2 separate regions of the Macaca mulatta genome follow, and region 1 is linked to region 2. A link is a contact called in public Hi-C data. All regions are on one chromosome and are shown on one strand. Each heading gives the region's core, a stretch centred on a gene start, on an enhancer-like site or on the middle of the called end of the contact. The rest is flanking DNA. Distances are from core to core; before and after follow the strand shown. Region 1 holds the start of BLCAP (BLCAP apoptosis inducing factor). Region 2 overlaps SRC (SRC proto-oncogene, non-receptor tyrosine kinase).

What was found. Hi-C and Micro-C count contacts between places; a contact is called where the count stands out from the background.
Region 1: a contact with region 2 is called in a Hi-C map of fetal cortex germinal zone, with 4 times the contacts expected there. The contact joins the promoter of BLCAP here to the enhancer-like site in region 2. A contact is called at or near these places in 4 of 14 Hi-C or Micro-C datasets (blood, fetal cortex germinal zone, fibroblasts and 1 more).

The regions. Positions count from the first base shown.
Region 1 is chr10:90,382,394-90,388,235 of T2T-MMU8v2.0, reverse strand. It overlaps BLCAP (BLCAP apoptosis inducing factor), which reads left to right and starts at 2,053. Exons shown (of 2, transcript NM_001190863.1): 1 at 2,053-2,081. It overlaps LOC144332147 (a long non-coding RNA gene), which reads right to left and starts at 1,686. Exons shown (of 2, transcript XR_013399921.1): 1 at 1,099-1,686; 2 at 1-1,044.
Region 2 is chr10:90,250,807-90,256,853 of T2T-MMU8v2.0, reverse strand. SRC (SRC proto-oncogene, non-receptor tyrosine kinase) reads right to left here. Exons shown (of 13, transcript NM_001261334.1): 5 at 5,039-5,137; 6 at 4,755-4,858; 7 at 2,700-2,849; 8 at 1,169-1,324. Among named protein-coding and RNA genes, the nearest start is that of SRC, 29 kb to the right of the region's middle. Within about 2 kb of position 2,408, at least 8 of the 40 cell types and tissues checked have an H3K27ac peak or open chromatin away from gene starts, as enhancers often do. A contact at or near this core is called in fetal cortex germinal zone, where this site is marked.

The sequences.
Region 1 (5,842 bases), core at 804-3,303, 130 kb before region 2:
TTGGATGTGACCCCAGGAAGTGGATAGCCATCTTGTGACCATGAGCGTGAAACCAGCACAAGGACAGAAGATAAAATGAACCTCGGGCCTTGCTGACACTGCCTAGCCACTGAGTGACAGACTACTTTTTAAAGCCAATTGATGTAGTTGTGTGTTTAACTTGCAACATAAAAGATACAGTCCACCAACCTTTATTCCCAAACCCCTACCACTCCATTTCTGTCCTCTACAGCATCAGTCCCACTGAGCACTCCCTCCTTCCTGAAACCTCCTCTCTAGGACCCACACTCACTTGGTCCTCTTTCTACCCCACTGGCCACTGCCTCTCAGTCTCCTTTCCTGGATCCTCCTCTTCTGCCCACTTTTCTCTCCACCTTCTTTCCCTTGAGTTCTAACCCAGCACCATGACCTCTGTGTTGATGGCCCCTAAATATGTATTTCCAGCCCCAGACTCCGTTCAGAGCTCCTGTGTCACATAAACCTGCCTACTCACCCTCTCTGCCTGCATGTTGCCCAGGCATTTCAAACCTAACTTCTCAAAGCCGAATGTGATCTTCCCCCTCAGTCTATTCCTCTTTCAGCCTTCATTGTCTTGGCCAAGGACTCTTTTACCCTTTCATTTACTCAAGGCTAAAACCCAGTGAGGAGTTATTGCCAATGCCTCCACATCCACCCACGTCCAGTCTTCCATCCTTTCCTTCACCTCCCCAAGCCACCACCCTGTCTGAGTCAGCATTAGCTTTTGTCTGGAAAGCTGCAACCACCTCCTAACTGGTCTGCCTACACCCACTCCTGAGTGCTTTCCAAGCCATGCGGTCTGGGTGGCCTTTCAGAAATCCAAATTTGCTATCCTTTTCCTGATGAAAATGGCTTCCCCTAACTCTCAAGAGAAAAGCCAAATACAGTATACAGCTGACCTGTCTTCTTTGGTGCTCACCTCACCCTAACCCTGCCCCTTCCCAGCTCCACATCTGGGACAAATGTTCTTTCTGTCTAGAACATTTCCCCTCTCACTCTTGCCCTAATCGTCCTTGGTTTCTCAACCTAAATGCCATCTTCCCCTCTCACTCTTGCCCTAATCGTCCTTGGTTTCTCAACCTAAATGCCATCTTCCCAAAGAGGTTCCACCCTCTCCCTACATTAGGACTCCATTAATTTCTCCTAACACTCTCTACTTCTTCTCACAGCACTTCCCATGATGTGTAATTATGTATTGATTCAAGTCACTAATATACAGTGATTATATGACTGTCTCCCCGCCTACCCGCCATTAGACTGGCAGCGCCTTGAGGTCAGGAACAGACCCAGGACACCCACTCTACTTGCCCTTAGCACTGAGCTTGGGTACAGTAAGCGCCCAAGGAATACGCTTAATTAGCTAATAAATGACTACACGAACTCATTCAAGCCCCATAAAAGCCGTAAGGTGGGCATTTCATCAGAAGCCGGGTAGGGGCGGGGGAGAGGCTCCCTCGCCCAAGATACTGGGCAAGTTGGGGAGCCGGGGCCTGACCCAAGGCAGTTCCAAGTTCTGAGCCCGGCTCTCTCAGCTCCTGAGCCCTGGCTGCATGATGAAACGCTAGGGAGGGGGTGGACTTTGAGCCACGAGAAGGTTTTCCCCGAGTCCCCGGACCGTCCGCGCGGGGAAGAACTAAGCGGGTTCACCCAGAGGAACACAACCCGGCCCGCCCCGCGCTCACGAAGTAAAGATCACAATTTGCTGCATATGCATGAGGGGACCCGGCAGCGCTTCGGGGCTGTCCACACTGCGCCTGATAAAAATTATTAGGGCTTGAGGACCTCGGCGCTCCCAGAATTTTGTAAAAGTGCGTACAAAGGACTCAAAGGTGGCCTGTGGCTGATATTTAGGGGAGATGGGGCGAGGGTGAGCTCCCCTCTTCGGGCCGTGTGATCAGGCGTCTGTGGTAGGCAGCCCGATTCCAGGATGGGTCCTCGGCCGGCTCCACTAGAAGACGAAGGGGGCGTCTCCCCGGCTTCCTGCGGCGTCCGTGGCGAGCTGAGGTGGAGGCAGGCTGCGGCAGACGGCGACAGTGGCGGCGGCGCCATGGCAGGGCTTGCAGGTACCGTGGCGTCAACCTGCTTGGGGCGGGATGAGAGGCCCTCCATGCGGCCGCGCCGCCATATTGTCCCTTCTGGGTCACCTTAGGCGTCGCCCGGTCCCCGTCACTGGGGTTTTCCATCCGCATACCCCCGGGAAGGGAGGGCGCCCCTGTCCGGCTTCAGGTGATTGCTGTGATTGGACCTAACCTGGGCCTTGGGGGTCCCTTTCCAGCCCGGGGGTGGTCACAGTACTCCTGGGTGCTCGCTCCGGCCTTGTCCAAGGTCAGTGTCCTTGCAGGATGAGGCAGGCAGAGCCGGGGCACGGGGCTGGGGAGCGCGACCACCATCTCTGCGGCCCCGGGTTCCACGCAGGGTGCCCAGCTTGTGAGAGGCCTGTCACTCTGTCCCCATCAGTGTAGTTACTTTAGTTGCTTTTTTTTGGCCGGGGCGGGGGACGTGGGGGTGAGGGGAGAGAGGGTCTCCCGCTCGAGGCCCCGCTTAGGTGTCTGGGGTGATAGGTTGACGCTCTGCTAAGAGTCGCGGGCGCTTCTTACTCCCTCCAACTTTACATCTAAGGGTGGACACCCCTTCGTTTTCCTTCTATAGACGTGGGGAGTGGCCCTCAAGGGCAGCTGAAAGAACGGAATGCCTGGCACACTAATGTCCTGGAAAGGAAGCATGGGGGATGGGAGACAGTTGCTTTTTCCTTCCCCTTTCCAAATCTCCTTTAGTTTCCTTCCAGGTCTTCGTGTCCCATTTCAGCGCTAAATGTTGGGAGACTGGGGTCTGTCCTCGGAAAGAAACAGCCTTTCTCTTTATAGGTTTGGATCGTCTTTATCCCTTTCAGGGAACTGGTGTGTTGGGGACGGCTTCTCTGCCTTGCCTGACATGGTCCAGTCATCCCGTCAGCCTTCTGGACGGCAACACCAAAGCTGGGACCAAAAAAAAGTTCCAGTTTAAGTGCTAATGCCCAAAGTGTTAGATCTTGTTTGCTTGTTTGTTTTAAATCAGAGACTAATTAATGTCAAGCAAATCTGTTAAAAGATTTGATCACGGGAAGCCTGGTCGGTTTCCAGTGACCAGGTCAATTCCATATCTGAAATTGGTCTTATTAGAGTTGCTGCCAAAACCAGTTTAACCTTTAATCTGTAATATGTTGTTTCAAAGAGGAATCTGGGTTAGGCTGTCTTTTTTTGTTGTTGTTCTCCTATCTTTGAAACACATGCATTCCATTTCAAGCCTGTCCCTGTGCGATATACCAAGAACCATGCGTTGCCTGCCTCTCTGACTTCCTGCTCTGGAAATGCTCAGGAATCTGGATCCTGCTGGGGCATGGGCCCTGTGGGAGGGCAAGTGGGGGAGGGGAGGATAAACAGGATCATTCCCAGGGAAGATGGTGACAACATGTCTCTGGGGCATATAGAGGAAGTCAGAGGTCACCAAGGGAAAAGAGATTGTTGTTTGACTAGTGTTTTGTGTATGTGCATGAGTGCACACGTTTAAATCTCTGGTGGGGGCGCGGGGGAGAGGGAGTTAACTGCAAATTCAGAATCTCCCTTTGGGGTGTTGGCTCCTGAGGAGATACACATTTCAAAATAGATATCTAGTAAATGACTCACAGCAGACCTGCTCCCCGATCCAACAGTTATCTGTTGCCCAAGCTCAAGGAACTTGCCCCTGCCCTTCCCTGACAGCAGACATTCCTTCGTTCACTGACAATGCAAATATTCCACAGATAAAGGTAACAGTGTCACATAGCACCCTGTACCCCTAAAAGTCATGGTACCTAAACCTGCCACCTCTGGACTTCAGCTGGTTAGGCTAAGAAACTTAACATCCTGGAGCATTAGTCTCAAGGGTCTCTCACCTGTTGCTGGGGTCCCACAGAGCCATTCTCAACTCCTTCCCAATTGATCTGCTCTGTCCTTGGCCTTGTGGGGGGCAAAATCTTCTGGGAGCAATGACAGTTTAGGCAAAGGGGGCATTCAGCACTGTGACTAAGGGCTGTGCAATAAAATACTAGGCATTTTCAATTCTTCCCATTGCTCTCTATCAGAATAAAATGTTTAATGGTATAGTTTGTGGAAAAAATTTTATAAACAAGGTGTGTTTGGACCATCTAAGCATTGCTTGGCATTGCACTGGATGGAAAGTGAATGCATTGTCTTCTCTGGTGGGTTGTTTGCTGCCAGAACATGAGGTTTTGTGGGTGGAGGATGCAAACGGGGAGTGGACATTGCACATTGAAGCCCACACATGCAGGTGCAGGCCACCAGGGCAGCCCTTGCCTGGAAATCTGTCATCTCACCTTGTCACACTCACAACCCTGCTGATGGATGGATGGAGGAAAAGGGCTTTGCCAAGATGATATGGAAAACTCTGGGGCTACAAGCAGCCTCTTGTCTTCTAAGTGGGGGCACAGGAGGTGCTGTGTCCAGAGCAGCCAGCTCTTACCATGCTGCTTTGGTCCACCTCCCTGAAATCTACCTTGTCCCTTGGGCTAAGGTTAGAGCATCAGGGGCAGTGGGGCTATGGGCATACCCCTCAAAAGCTCCAAAGGGAGGGTTAGCCTTCATTGAGAACACATGTTGGTATGTTCATGATTCTGTGGGTTTAGTGTGGAAAACCACAGAAACTCCCAGTTCTGAGGCCTGCCAAGATAGGGGTTCAGAAGGGAGGAGGTGTGGGCATTGCCTGCTGATGAGTCACACTGGGGTGAGAGGAGACCTGCCTCACCTTCAGGCTATGGTAGCAGCTATAGCCACCCAGCCTAAGAAGGATGAAGTCTCAGATTGCACATCCTCTCCGAGTCCTGATGAGTCCTGATTGCCACTGCGACGACAGTTTCTAGCATGTTAGGGTTCACTGGCATCTCAGAGGCCTTCTTAGAGAGGGAAACTGAAGATGAAGGGTATAAGGTGACATGTCCAGGTTCCCTAGGCTGATTGATGGCAAAGCCAAGACCAGAACTGGAATCTGCACCTCCCGACCCCTATAATTCTCTGATACCGAATGAAGTTTTAGATGCCTTTAGAGGTGCTGGTGACTGGGGGGCTTGCTTAGGGGAAGGAAACATGGTCAGGCTTAAGGGGGCAAGGTACTTTGTGCTCCAGAAGTATTTGTGACAGCTGTGACTAAGGGATTCGAAGAAGTGGCAGGAAGAGAGATTTATGGCCCTCCAACTCCCTCCCTTGGTGTTGACCCAGCAACAGGTGTGTGGTGACAGGGACACATAAAGCCAGACAAGGCTGAACAGGCGGCAGGGCCATTTGGTGAGACAGTCAGCTGACCCTGTGTAGAAAGAGCCCTGACTCACTGGGGAGTGGGAGAGGAAGACAAGTCCGAGGCCGAGCAGCCAGCCCACTGCCTACCCTGACATGATGGCAGGGGAGAGCCCAGGGCCAGGGACCTGGTAAGCATCCCTAAGAATAAGGAGGCTGGTGCTGGGAAAAGCAGAAATCCAGTGATGGGGAGAGAGGTTTCTGGGATGAGGTGGGGCCAGGAGACCCTGCAGAGTCGCAGGGCCAGGCAGATTGTCTTTGTAGTGGTCCTGGTGGATATGGGGCCTGCAGCATTAAGCTGGGTGGAGAAGGTGTCACACTGCACCTCTTATCCCATACTCATTGTCTAAGCCAATGTCTACCCTGCCCAGTACTCATTTCCTTGGGGCTTCTGGATGGAGACCTGGAGTAAGGCTTTGTGTTCTGAAATCACCCCCTTGGTCCCTAGTACCTCTTTGGAGGGCTACTGCCACCTTTTTCCCCTCCTCTCATCTTTCCCA
Region 2 (6,047 bases), core at 1,159-3,658:
CCAGCATGTTTAATCCAGGTTCTTGTGCCAGCAGGACTCAAGGTTCCTTTGCTGTGTGACCTTGGGCCCATTCCTCCCAGTCACTGGGCCTCTCTCCGAGGGTTAGGGCTCAGGCCCACCTCTGTGGTCCTCCTGGCTCAAGCCATCTGCATGTGGCACTTCATGAGTCGACCTGGAGCACCCAGGGAGGAAGTGAGGCCCTTCCCAGGGTCATCACCACTCACCGAAGCCAGAAATGAGTTTTGCAGCCACCAGAATGGCTGACGCTGTGCATTCACCCAGGTTTCGCTCAAGTCCTCACTTTGTGGCTGTGCTCACACCCTGGCTTCTCACCCCTCTCCCCTCTCACCAGCTCAAAGCCCACGCCTCCCCCTTCCAGACGGCCTGACCTCCAGCCTCCAGGCCTCTGTCCCTGCAGTGCCTTCCACCCAGGAGGCCTCTCTGCTGTCCTCCATCAGGACTCTGGAGGGTGGAGAGTGGAGGCAGTGGGACTGAGCGGAGATGCGGCTCAGATGAAACCACCTTGAAAACAGCACACCGTGATCCCCGCTAGCACCATGGGCTTACGGGCTTACAAGTGCTGTCCCACCTCCACCCTGGCCTCTGGTCCCTCTGTGTGAGCAGAAAGCAACCGGTGGACAAGGGGCCTGGGTTTTGTCAGGGCTGCACGGTTCTTATGCTTTGCTGTTTCTCCAGGGTTAGACAGGAAATCACTAACAGGCTCAGACCATGCCAGAACTAAGCTTCCCAGCACCTCCTCCCACGAGCCAGGCTTCTCTCTCCATGGCTAACAGCTGGTGTGTGGACAATGCACTGGGCCAGGGCCTCCACAGCCTCCCATAGGTCCCACTGTCACCAGCCCCATTCATAGTCAGGAAGACTGAGACTCCGAGTGAGGCCACCGGGCCCAGCCTACACAGCAGGTCTGTGCAATGCCCAGCCCTGTGCGGATCTTGGAATCAGGTGCTATGGTTTACACGGTCTGGGGCACAGCACTTGGGGGGCCACATCCCAACTCGGTGCCAGCCACCGCTGGGGGGCTCCAGATTTACAACAGGGCCCCGTCGTCCAGCAGAGGCAGCTAAAGGCAAAGGGACCAACAGAGCCCAGAGCTGCCACACGGGGTGGGGGATGGATGCCTCTCCCGAGGGCAGGGGCCAGGCCTTACCCATCCACACCTCGCCAAAGCAGCCCTGGCCCAGCTTGACCTCCAGCCGCAGCGACTCCCGAGGGATCTCCCAGGCATCCTTGGCGAGGCCCTGAGTCTGAGGCTTGGATGTGGGGCACACAGTGGTGAGGCGGTGGCACAGGCCATCGGCGTGTTCTGAGGAGGAGGCAAGAGGAGCAGTTAGGGGGGGCTTCTGCCCTGGGGCCTCCCTGCCCCTCAGTGTGTGTCACCCTACATGCCAGATGCACGCAGATTTCAGGAGACACCCAGGGCACCCTCAAAGCCAGGCATCTACATCTATGTGCACACAGTCCCACCCCCACACAGGCCCACAATGCTTTATGCATCTGCTGAGTCAGTCATTCAGCAGACAGTAGGGGGTGCCAGGGACCCTGCGGGGAACAAGTCCAGGGAATCTACCCTCAGGAACTCGGAGTCCAGGGAGGAGCCTCAATTCCCTAATCACCTCCCAGGACCACAGACATGAATGTGACTGGAGGAGAGCTGTTCGCGCAACAGCAGGAGGGTCCTGGGAGGCTTCCTGGAGGAAGCAGCAACTGAGCTTGGATGTGCAGGAGGGTGAGGGGTTAAGCAGGGAAGAGCCCTCCAGGCAGGGGCACAGCCAGAGCAAAGGCTCTGAGGAAAGAATAGCTGCAGGGCTGAAGAAGCAGAGGCAAAAGGAGCTGCAGGGAGCAGGTGGGGAAGGGCGGCACCAGGCGGAGGTGGGGAGGCAGCTGGGATTAGACCACTCGGGGGCTGGTGGGGGTCTTTATCCCAAGATTCCAAGACAGCCCCTGGAGAGTTCTGATCTGAGGGAACGGGGTTCAGCATGAGCCACACAGCGGTGGCCAAAGAGACAAGAGCATGGTGGGTGATCCCAGAGGAAGTCAGGAGGCCGAGCTGAGAGGAGGAGGAGACTTGGGGTGGGAAGTGGACGAACACCTGCACACAGAGGCCACGCGTGCCACAGACACATGGGCACACAGGCACCCATAGGCACCCACAGGCCCCGACACTGCAGTCAGCTCCAGACGCCCAGGTGGGTGGGCTACAGCACTGCGCCCACGCCCGAGCCCTCACCCAGCACGCAAGCCCCGCGAGCTCCCTCTGCCGCTCTCTCCGTCTCTGCTGCAATCGATCTGGCCGCCCCCTCCTCCTCTCCCAGCAACCGGTTCAGACCGGTCCTAGGGCTACATAGACAAACGACACCAGCCTCCGTCCCCTCCCTTCCAGCTCACTCTTGGGCTCCTCAGGGCAGCCCCCTCCATACCAGCCAGCTGCAGAGCAGGAGCAGGGAGAGACGGGGACTGGGAGGAGCGGGTCGGGGGAAAGAAGAGGAAGAAGAAGGAGACGGAGGAAAGTAGGGAAAACGGAGGAGAGAGGAAGGGAAGGGGGAGGGAGAAAGTGGGGAGGGGAGCAGGAAACCTGGCATCACAGGATAACAGAAGACCCCACCCTTCTAGGCTCCAAAGCCCCTCCCCAGGGTCTGCAGCTGAGGCTCTGCCCCCCCCGCCCTCCGAGGCTGGCTCACTGGAGTAGTAGGCCACCAGCTGCTGCAGGCTGTTGAACTGGGTGCGGGAGGTGATGTAGAAGCCGCCGCTGTCCAGCTTGCGGATCTTGTAGTGCTTCACGTTGAGGCCCTTGGCGTTGTCGAAGTCGGACACTGAGAGGCAGTAGGCACCTGCGGGGCACAGAGGGGAGCCGTGACCGCCACGCCCTCTCTCCCGCAGGCCGCAGCACTCAGCGCTGCTCTGGACACCGTTCTGTGCCTGCCTGACATTGGAGGGAAGGGAGGCCCAGGCGGGGCCCCCGGCCCACCCTGTCTCTCAACAGCCAGCCCCGGGGCAGCCACAGAGGTAGGGCCAAGGGACCCAAGAGACACTTGATTGGAACGTCCTGCCACGCACCCTTGGCCCCAGCAAGACCCCCATATCTCAGGTGGGCATCCTAGCTATGGAACTTGGAGGGGTTGCTGGCTCTCTCTGGGCCTCAGTTTCCTCCTCTGCACAATGCGGGTGCTCCCAGGGCTGCTGGGGAGATTCCATGCCACCACATATAAAAGGGCCAGGCACACAGTAGGCACTCAATAACTGTTTGCTGGGAGCCTGTGAGTGGCTCCCTGTTGCTGTGTGGCCCTGGCCTAACTGCTTTCCCTCTCTGGATCGGCTCACGGGGGCACTGTCCGTGTCCCCCCCCCACCTCCTTTCTGAAGACAGGCCCAGGGTCAGGCGGGAGGGGGTGGTTGGCAGAGGCTGGCTGTCGTGGGCAGGAGACCACTGGCTGGGTGTGGCCTGAAGGCTGCCTGGGTCAAGCAGGGCCAGCCCTGGTGCCTCCCCTCTTTCTCTTGAGCCTAGAAAAGCTTTTGGCCAGAAAAGTTTCCTCCCATCCAGCAGGCCCAGGTAGCACCAGAGGCCAAGAGACGCCCAAATGGCATCAGGGAACAAGGCTGAGCCCTGGAGGCAAGGGCAGAGGCTCCAGCGGCCAGGAACCACCTTCCCAGGAGCCTGGCCAGGCAGTGCATAGGCATGGGGGAAGCCCAGCCCTCCTAGCCCACAGACCTCCCCTTTGCAATCTTCAGGAGGAGGTTATGATCCCAGCGTACAGAAGAAATGAGGTCCAGAGAGGTGAGTGGCCAGCCTGGGGTCACCCGGCAAGCCAGAGACAGGGCTGGGGCTCAAACCCACACCCGAGGACTCAAAACCTGCCTTGGGCGACCGTGATTTTCTACGGACGGCCTGGCTGGTGCATGTGGAAGCCACAGGCCTGAGACTGAAGCCAACCCTGGCCATATGTGCATACACATACAGGCATGCCCGTGCCCAGTGGCCACATGCTCATACAGGTACACGCTCCCCAGGCCCTCGGGCACCAGACAAACCACAACAGTCCATTCCCACACAGCGACACACAGACAATTCCACCCCACATGCACACACACACACACGCCCAGACGTACACACAGCATGCACACCCGCACACGGCCGCACAACTGTACGTAAATGCACGGCTCGACATGGATGCTCTGCTCCCCATCTCCCGCTGAGCCCCAGGCCCACAGGAAGCAGCCCAGCTTGGTTGCCATGGTGATGGGCGCCTGCAACCCACTCTCAGAGGGGCTGGAGAGAAAGGGGATGGTCTTCATTCTCTGGCTCAGGGGAGGGACATGAGAGGGGCAGGGATCAGGACTGCGGTTGGGGGAGGGCAAAGCCAGCCTCCAGAATCCAGTGCAGCCCAGGGACCCCTGGGGAAGGGGAAGAAGCAGGGCTCTTTGTAGCAGCACCTACCCTGGGAACAAGCCTGTTACTGTGTGACACTCAGAAAAACCTCCAGACAACCTATGCCCATCTTTCATTTGAGAAAACTGAGGCCAGAGAGGCTAAGCCTCATCTTTCTCTGGACATCTGGCCACCGCAGGTTACTCAGCGTTCCTCAAATGCACCTCCCTGACTTTGATCCTGCCGTTACCTCCACCTGGAAGGCTCTTCCCTCCCTACTCCACAAACCAAACTCCTGCTCATTCCTCAACACTCAGCTCAAACCACTCACAGAAGACTCAGTATCCATTGGCCAACGAGAGTGCTCGTACCTTTTGTGGTCTCACTTTCTCGCACGAGGAAGGTCCCTCTCGGGTTCTCCGCATTGAGCAGTAACCGCTCTGACTCCCGTCTGGTGATCTTGCCAAAATACCACCTGGGAGTGGGAGGACGGAGGATGTTGCTGACTGTCCGGGCTTCTGCCCACTCATAGCACTTCTCCCTGGATATGGCTGGGGCGCTGGGCAGCCAGACCTCCCACCCCAGCCCAGGAGAGGTGCTCTGCACCGGCAGTGTCCAGGGACGACGGGTAGAGGCAGCCAGAGACAGTACTCACTCCTCGGCCTGGATGGAGTCGGAGGGCGCCACGTAGTTGCTGGGAATGTAGCCTGTCTGTCCCGTGCTGAGCGAGTGGGCCAGCCACCAGTCTCCCTCTCTGAGCAGGGACAGAAGGAGGGAGAAAAGGAGAAAGGAGCCGTCAGCCACAAGCCCAGCACCCACCATCCTCCTAGGTGCTGTGCTCAGGGCTCTAGTGGCTGAGGGAGGCCCAGGGAGGTGGTGGGGCCAGCATGAGTCCCCGCAGCATGCCAGGTCCAGCTGGCCTGGAACTCCTCCCCTCCCTGGCCCAGACGCCTTTCTGCCGAAGCTGGATCAGATGGACTTTGTCTAGGACCAGGGCAGGACTGGCCTTAGTCATCTGAGGCTCAAATCCACAGGGGAGGAGTCCCGGGACAGGAAGAAAGTCGCTTCCTTTCAGATGTACCAAGACATCTCAAGATGAGGAGAGCTGCCTTGGGAGGGAGGGAGGGAGCCCCCTGTCTCTGCGGGCAAGCAAGGTTGTAATAGAAGAGACTCCTGCCTGAGAGAAAGTCAAGTGAGACTTGAAAGTGTCCCCATGCTCTGAGATTCGGAAGCCTGCTCCTGGGAGCTGGTGAGACCTGGGTGGAGGCAAGCAGGGCCCTTCTGGGACCCAGTGACCATCCAGGCCCCAACCCTGCAAACGAGAGCAAGGCTTGCCTCTGTCCCAAATCACGGGTCACACCTAAAGGGCTCCTCAGTTGAAAACTACAGGCCCCCTCCTCCAGCCTACCCATCTGCAGGGGGAAACTGAGGCCAGAGGGGGCTGGGACTTGCCCAAAGTCACACAGTGAGCCCTGTCAGAGGGGGTGAGGTGGCAGAGCCCCGATGCCCAGGGCACTTCTATGCGAAAGTGAGGAAAAGGGGGGGGGGCGGGTGATGGGGAAGGGGCAGGAGGAGCTCCCGGCGTGGTTGGGTCCCCTGGGCCTGGGTGGGAGCGGGGAGGGGCGGAAGTACCTTTGCAGCCATCTGAATGTGAACCAGGTCTG